Regions from separate parts of the Mus musculus genome. Here region 1 is linked to region 2. The links are chromatin contacts, called in public promoter capture Hi-C maps. All regions are on one chromosome and are shown on one strand. Each heading gives the region's core, a stretch centred on a gene start, on an enhancer-like site or on the middle of the called end of the contact. The rest is flanking DNA. Distances are from core to core; before and after follow the strand shown. Region 1 holds the start of Shank3 (SH3 and multiple ankyrin repeat domains 3). Region 2 holds the start of Hdac10 (histone deacetylase 10).

Region 1 (3,466 bases), core at 648-3,147, 370 kb after region 2:
TTTTGATGGGAGGGACTGGGTTTAGCCAGAGGGAGTTGGGGCAGGGGTCAAGGCGGAGAGGAAAGAGGCAAGGGAGGAAGATGTTAGAGACTCCAGGGTCAGGAAGCAGAGTTTCCTCTCTGGGTTGGAACACAGGAAACCCAGCCCCGAGCTTCCCAAGGTGCTTCCTGGAGATAAGGGAGACTCTTTCCTCTCCTGCTCCTCTGACATCCTGCCCTAAGCCCTAGGGTACCCTAAGTTGCACCACTCAGGCACACCTTGGGAGGGGCTTGGAGGTCAGAGCCTACTGGGGCTTCACTTCCCCAAGCACGGAGGGGTCCACCCAGGCTTGAGGGTAGCAGGGAACAGACGTACAGAGGCACTGGAGACTCAGCTCTGCCGGGTAAGCGGGTTTTTTAAGGGAGGTTCTTTAGGGAGAAGGCTCTCCCTCAAGGGGTAGGGATGTGGGAGTGAGCCAGGTGGTCCATGGAGGACAATGCTGTGTGGTTGCGATTGGTCAGAGAGCCCTATATGGAGTCATGAAACATTTTGGGAAAGTGGAGGATCCGTGGGGGAGTGCAGGCTGTTCTGGGGGGGGGCAGTCTAAGCCAATCACTGTTCTGTGTGGGGTGAGGGCATTTCTGAGGTGACCCAGGTGGTCAGGGGGTGGGATCTGGGGAGGCTCTATCGTGTATAGGACCAGGGTAGTCCAGGGTTATTCCTGGGATGCGCAGGAATAGCCAGTTTTGTGGGCGATCCAGGGTTGCTCACGGAGAAGGTAGGAGAGGCTGTGGCTAAGGGGATGCTTTCTGCCACTGGCAGAGTTCCCGGCCAGGCTGCTCCACAAAAGCTGTCCAGTTTGTGCCGCCACCGATGAGTGGCTCTCTGGGGCCTTTAGGGGGTGAGGTGTAAGTCTAGGTATGCGGGAGAGTGCAGTGGAAGGCAGTAGACACTACCGAGTAGGGCAATTCATCCATTCAGGGGCTACACCTTTCTGGGCCTTGGGAGCTAGGCCCCCGTGCGTTGGGCACTTCCGAGGCAGCGCCGGGCTAAGGCTGGCACGCCACGCGGGCGGCGCCTGAGTTGGTTCACTCGCAGCGCTCCCCTCCCCGCCCACTCGTCACCCCCTCCCGCGTTGCCACGACAACGTGTGAAACTAAAATTCAGTTCCCCGCCGCAGGTGGAGACTAGTGGCGCCCCCTCCCCTAAGCCTTTCCTCGTAGGTCGCGCCCCCAGCCTGCTGTCGCTAAGGTGACGGGGAGGGGGCGACCAGCTGCAAGGTTGGGCTACCCAAGGTGCGGGAGGCCCGCAGAGTCCGGACAGACTCCCCAAACTCGGTTGTGGTGGGGGCCGAGAGGAACACCCTGGGCGCGGTTAGAAGGGTTGGTCTGGGGGGAGCTCCCGTGGACTGCAGCTCCGCCCTGCTCGCGCCTGGGGTTTGCAGCCCTCCGACTCCCACCCAGCACCGTGCTCGGGTGACCCCACCACCTCCTTGGGGTCTGGAGTGGGGTCGGCAGACTGGGGAGATTTCCACCCCGGGTCACCAATTTTCCTGCTTGTCTCTCCCTCTCAGTCGGCCTGTGGGTCCTCTTGCCCCGACGCGTTCCCCACCCAGCTCTAGAACCCTCCGTCACCCCAGTACGGTGGTCTGCGACGCTCGCCTGCAGCGGAAGCGCGGCGTGCCATCCCCCCGCTGTGTCAGCCACTCCCCCTCGACAGCCAACCCCCCCCCTCTTCGGCGCGGGCCCCCGGCCCCCGCCCTCTGCACCACACGCCCACGCCGCCCCGACCCCGCGGGGGACCCCAGTTTCCCGGCCCCGGGCTTCCCATCCCCGCCTCCGGCGCGGCCCCCTCCCCGCCTCCGCTCCGCTCCGGGCTCGGGCCCCCTCCCCCCGCCGCCCCCGCCCCCGGGGAAGGCAGGCGCCGCTCGAAGCCGGGGCCGATGCAGCTAAACCGTGCCGCCGTCGCCGCCGCCGCTGCGCCTGCGGAGCCCCCGGAGCCGCTGTCCCCCGCGCTGGCCCCGGCCCCGGCCCCCCCCGGCCCCCTCCCGCGTAGCGCGGTCGGCGGGGCTCTTGCGGGGGGTCAGGGGGGGCCAGGGCGCCGCGCGGAGTCCCCGTGCGCTCCTCTCTCCGCCGGGAACAGTCCGGGCCCGGGCGCTAGCACCGGGATGGACGGCCCCGGGGCCAGCGCCGTGGTCGTGCGCGTCGGCATCCCGGACCTGCAACAAACGGTGAGCCTTTGCGATCTCGCCGTACCCCTGTGTGGCCCGCTAGCGGTGACCCCCGCCGGGCGCGCCCTGCGCCAGGACCCCCGGCCGTGGCCACTCGCCCCTCCCCCGCCGCCTCCGCGGGACCCTCCCCATCGCCGGGGCGGGGCCCTGGAAGCCCAGCCCCGGGGCGGGGCCTCGGCCTCTGCGCGGTGGCGCGGGGTCCCTGCTCTCGCTCCCCAACTAGCCCTCCAAAGCGGGGCCCGGGGCGCGGGGCCCTGCGCCCGCAGGTCCGGGCTCACGACTCGCTCCGCTGCAGAAGTGCCTGCGTCTGGACCCAACCGCGCCCGTGTGGGCCGCCAAGCAGCGTGTGCTCTGCGCCCTCAATCATAGCCTTCAAGACGCGCTCAACTACGGGCTATTCCAGCCTCCCTCCCGGGGTCGCGCCGGCAAGTTCCTGGATGAAGAGCGGCTCTTACAGGACTACCCGCCTAACCTGGACACGCCCCTGCCCTATCTGGAGGTGCTGGGCCGACTGGGGTGGGGGTGGAATGGAGCGCTCAGGGTGTGATCTTTGAGCTCCGTGGCTGGAGCAGTAGAAGGGCAGGCCGGGAGGAGTTGGCGACAGGCGCGGTGGGGGGCTGTGTGCAGCCTGAGCAGTGTGCTGAGAGACCGAGGTGGGTACACCTCGAGTGCAGTGGGCAGGGTGAAGTGCAAGCTGCCTGTGTGGTAAGTGGTGTGTTGCAGCTTAAGCATGGAGAAACAGTGTGAGCGCCGTGTGTAGAGCGCTTGCAGCGAGCAATCTGGACAGCACACAATGAGCACATGCATGCCACACATGCACTGCACTCGGGGCGTGTGTGTGGTGCGAGCGGTTTAAGAGTGAGTGCGTTAGGGGTCATGTGGTGCGAACAGTGTCACTTGTGTGCACATTTGCCTCCTCTTGCCACTCACTCCCATGTCTTCTGAGGTTAGCCCAAAATAATATTAACACCATTTGTGACATATAAAGGTGATTTGAGTGCCATTCCATAGGGACGGAGACCTAGTCTCAATAGGAAGGGCTCGTCCTGTGTGTGTGTGTGTGTGTGTGTGTGTGTATACACCAAGGTCAAAGTTGGTCTGACCCTCATGGAATTTCCACCAGGAATTGGGTTATTTCTACTTGGAGTGGAAGTGTCTAGGAGAAGCTTAGTTTCAGATCTTGGGAGAGCAGTAGAGTTTTCCAGGTCCCAGTGGTGGAAATGAAGCTGACTTGAGCTGTGGGCCCACCAGGCCATT
Region 2 (3,223 bases), core at 305-2,804:
TCACCTGGGGTCATCGTTGAAGATATACTGGATGCCCTGGCCATGGTGGACATCCCAGTCGACAATGAGAATCCTAAATTCGGACAGTACTGGGGATTACTGGAAGTGGCTGCCTTTCCACCTTTAGGCTAGGAGCTCAGCCAGGAGTGGAGGGAGCTGGGTGGGACCTCTTAACCACCAACTCCACCTCTTCCTATTTAGTTTGGGTCCCCCACACTTGCAGGTCAAGCTTGGACACACCTCTGCAGCCCATATTTCTGCTTGGCATGTTTGGCTGCTAGAGCCACATTGTTGAACACACAGAATCCATTGGCAGCTGCCCTCTGACTGTGGTGCCCTGGAGGCCTAGGGTGTAAAAAAAAAAAAAGGAAACACCGGGCATGTCAGAGTCATTCTGTCCCCTCACAGGGTCACACACAGACAGCTAGGGGAGGAAGGTGGTTCTCACCTCACCAGGGCAAGCCCATTGTGCACAGCTCCTGTTAGCACAGCATCGACCAGCTGCAGTGCAGCCCCCGCTGCCAGCCGGGCACAGTGAAAGGTGTCCTGTGAGCCAGAGTGCAATTGAGCCTGGGACCTGACCTGCTTGTCCCAGGTTGCAGGTTTCCCACTGCTGAGCAGACAGGGCTGGGGCATTGGCAAGCAAAACATGGTAGGGTACGGTCATAAAGCATAAACAAGGAGACACTGGCAGGTGAGCAGACTTGGGTGTGAATGCACCTAGGCAGGCATATGGACATAAATCTGGGTGAATGGGCGTGTATGCTGGCTCGCACCGGGTGAAAGTAGACAGCATTGTACTGCTTAGACAGTGCGTGGAGCTCCTCTTTATCCAGGGTCTGGGTCTTCTGCACCAGGGCTATATATTCCGGGCTGCAGATCAGCAGGCGGGCCACCAGCAGGACAGGAAGGAAAGGAGCAGAGATTCCTGGTGGGAGTGCCCACCCAGTAATCCCTTTTAGCCCACACCACGGTGAACCCAAGGGAATGCTAGCGGAGCTATAAAAGGTTCGGGTCCCCAGATCTGTCATAGTCTGACCTGTGCACCAAGCCCAACTCTTCCTCTGATGCCTCACAAGCTGACAAACACAGGCACCTTTCTTCCAGGCCACGCTGCCGCAGGCCATCCAGGGCAGCTGTCAGGCGCTCTGGGCACTCAATTTCGCACTCGGGGCTGGAGCAGACAAGGATCTCAGTGTTCAGGGTTCCCTCCCGGCCCCCTACTTCTGTCAAGACACACTTACTCATCCCAGAGCAGTCGAGTGGCTGTCATGTCCTCGTGGTACACAAGTGCTGTGCCCATAGCTACACCGTGGTCACTTTGATCCGCTCTAACGCAACACGCCCTCTGCCGGCAGGTAATTGCACTGCCCGGTCTCACCTAACTATGCACGTAAACAATCCTCACTCGGGACGAACTGGGTTGTGCACGCTGGACCTGGGCAAGAGGAAACCACCCCAGGCCCAGGTCCGGGCTCAAGCCCGCCCGATTGTCAGAAGAGAACCGCTGGAAACTGAACTAAGCGTGACGCCAAACGCCTAACTTCCGGCTTCCTCTTTTACAGACTCCGGCCCGCCCCTAGGCGAGATTAGGGTGGAGTAGACCAAAAGGCTGAGCTCCCCTGGGATTGCGCGCGCTCTGTGTGTCTTTCTCTCTCTGCCTCTCTTTCTCTCATTGTCTCTTTCTCTTAGGCTGCAACTTCAGTGCCACCGACAACTACGTGTGGCGCGGAGCCTACGACCAGTACCGCCTCCAGTGTCCTTCTTGAAATGGATAGGAAGACAGGGCTGCCTGTCCTCAGGCCATCCATAGCTACAGCCGCAGCTATGCTTCCTTCTTGCCCCCAGCATCCTCCTAGCCTAACCTGGTAGTTTAGGCCACAGAGTCAGAAATGCCAACTGTCAATCACAACCAATTTGCCTGCTCCCGCAGGTGAAAGATGGAGAGGAGAGAAGTGAGCAGGGTGTGTATGTGAGTGCCTGCGGGGGCTGGCCTGGGCTGGATCAAAGCACTGAACTTCCAGAAGGGACTGACAGAAAGGCCACAGGTAAGAAAGAGGCCACTGGAATAGAAGAGTTATATAAGACGCCAGGCCAGCCAGGAAAACTGCAGCACAGTGTGAGGCTAGGAAGGGTAGAGGGTTCTGAGCAAGGAAGGGTGAGGAAGCAGGGAAGGGGGCCTTAGGAAAGGAGGAACAAAGGAGACATGAGCTCAAATACCAGCTAAGACTATACATATATATATATATATATATATATATATATATATATATATATATATGTATGTTTGTATGTATATATGTATATATATATACACACACACAAATAAACACACACAGATATATACACACATATATACATACACATATATACATACATGTATATATACATATATATGTATATACATATATATATATATACACACACACATTTCCATAGTCCAGCCTTGTCTCCAGTTCCGAAATGAGTGTTGGCATTACAGATGCCTCAAGATGGGGGGAAGGGACAAGACACACCCCCAGGATGATGAGGGGAAGGGGGCAAGGCTGCCGCTGACGTCTGTGATAGGAACACATACAACTATCATGTACAGGGGAAACCAAAGAGCCCTGGAGTGGTTAGAAGTAGGTGCCCTCTGCCATACTCAGGAGTTGGGAGTTCAGGCAAGGATTTTGGAGGAGCCCAAAGCTTCTCCATCTTCTAAAAGCCAATTAACTACCCTGGTTTATGTATATTGTGGGGTAGGGCATGAACTGAGCCACACCTCTGTAACTGGGTGAAGTATTTGAAGCCTTGGACCATGGTTATCACAAGGGGATTCAGGCAGTGGAGCCATGGTCATGGCATCTCCTCTGACAAGATTAGACTGGGCAAAGTGTATTTGCCCAGAACTTGTCAAATGAAGGGAATGAAAGACCTCACCCTTATGTCCTGCCCTGTCGCACCTGTCCTTGGGACATGAGGAAGAACATGGACCATCTAACCAGCCCAAGTGTGGTCTCGTGTCTAATGGCTTGCAGATGACAGTATGGGTTCAGGGAGGCTGCCAGGGAAATGCTGGTAGAGAGCTAAGACCTTCCTCACTAGAAGTCTGGACCATTGGAAGACAAATGCTGCAAACTCAGAAAGAAGGAGGCATCCCTCTATCTGGGTCTTAACATCATCTTCCCCACCATCCTCCCTTGCATCAGTCTCCAGACCTCCTGCTCAGACTCTGAGCCTT

The links. Promoter capture Hi-C pulls out the DNA fragments that hold promoters and counts their contacts.
Region 1: a contact with region 2 is called in a promoter capture Hi-C map of embryonic stem cells. The contact joins the promoter of Shank3 here to the promoter of Hdac10 in region 2. A contact is called at or near these places in 5 of 39 promoter capture datasets (the HPC-7 cell line, cranial neural crest, embryonic stem cells and 2 more), 1 of 484 Hi-C or Micro-C datasets (embryonic stem cells) and 2 of 9 other capture datasets (adipose tissue and liver).

Annotation. Positions count from the first base shown.
Region 1 is chr15:89,497,711-89,501,176 of GRCm38.p6, forward strand. Shank3 (SH3 and multiple ankyrin repeat domains 3) reads left to right here and starts at 1,898. Exons shown (of 22, transcript NM_021423.4): 1 at 1,898-2,209; 2 at 2,505-2,708. The coding sequence starts at 1,922.
Region 2 is chr15:89,127,146-89,130,368 of GRCm38.p6, forward strand. Hdac10 (histone deacetylase 10) reads right to left here and starts at 1,555. Exons shown (of 20, transcript NM_199198.2): 1 at 1,245-1,555; 2 at 1,040-1,174; 3 at 777-873; 4 at 449-546; 5 at 241-345; 6 at 5-73. The coding sequence starts at 1,303. It overlaps Gm46530 (a long non-coding RNA gene), which reads left to right and starts at 1,394. Exons shown (of 2, transcript XR_001781738.2): 1 at 1,394-2,048.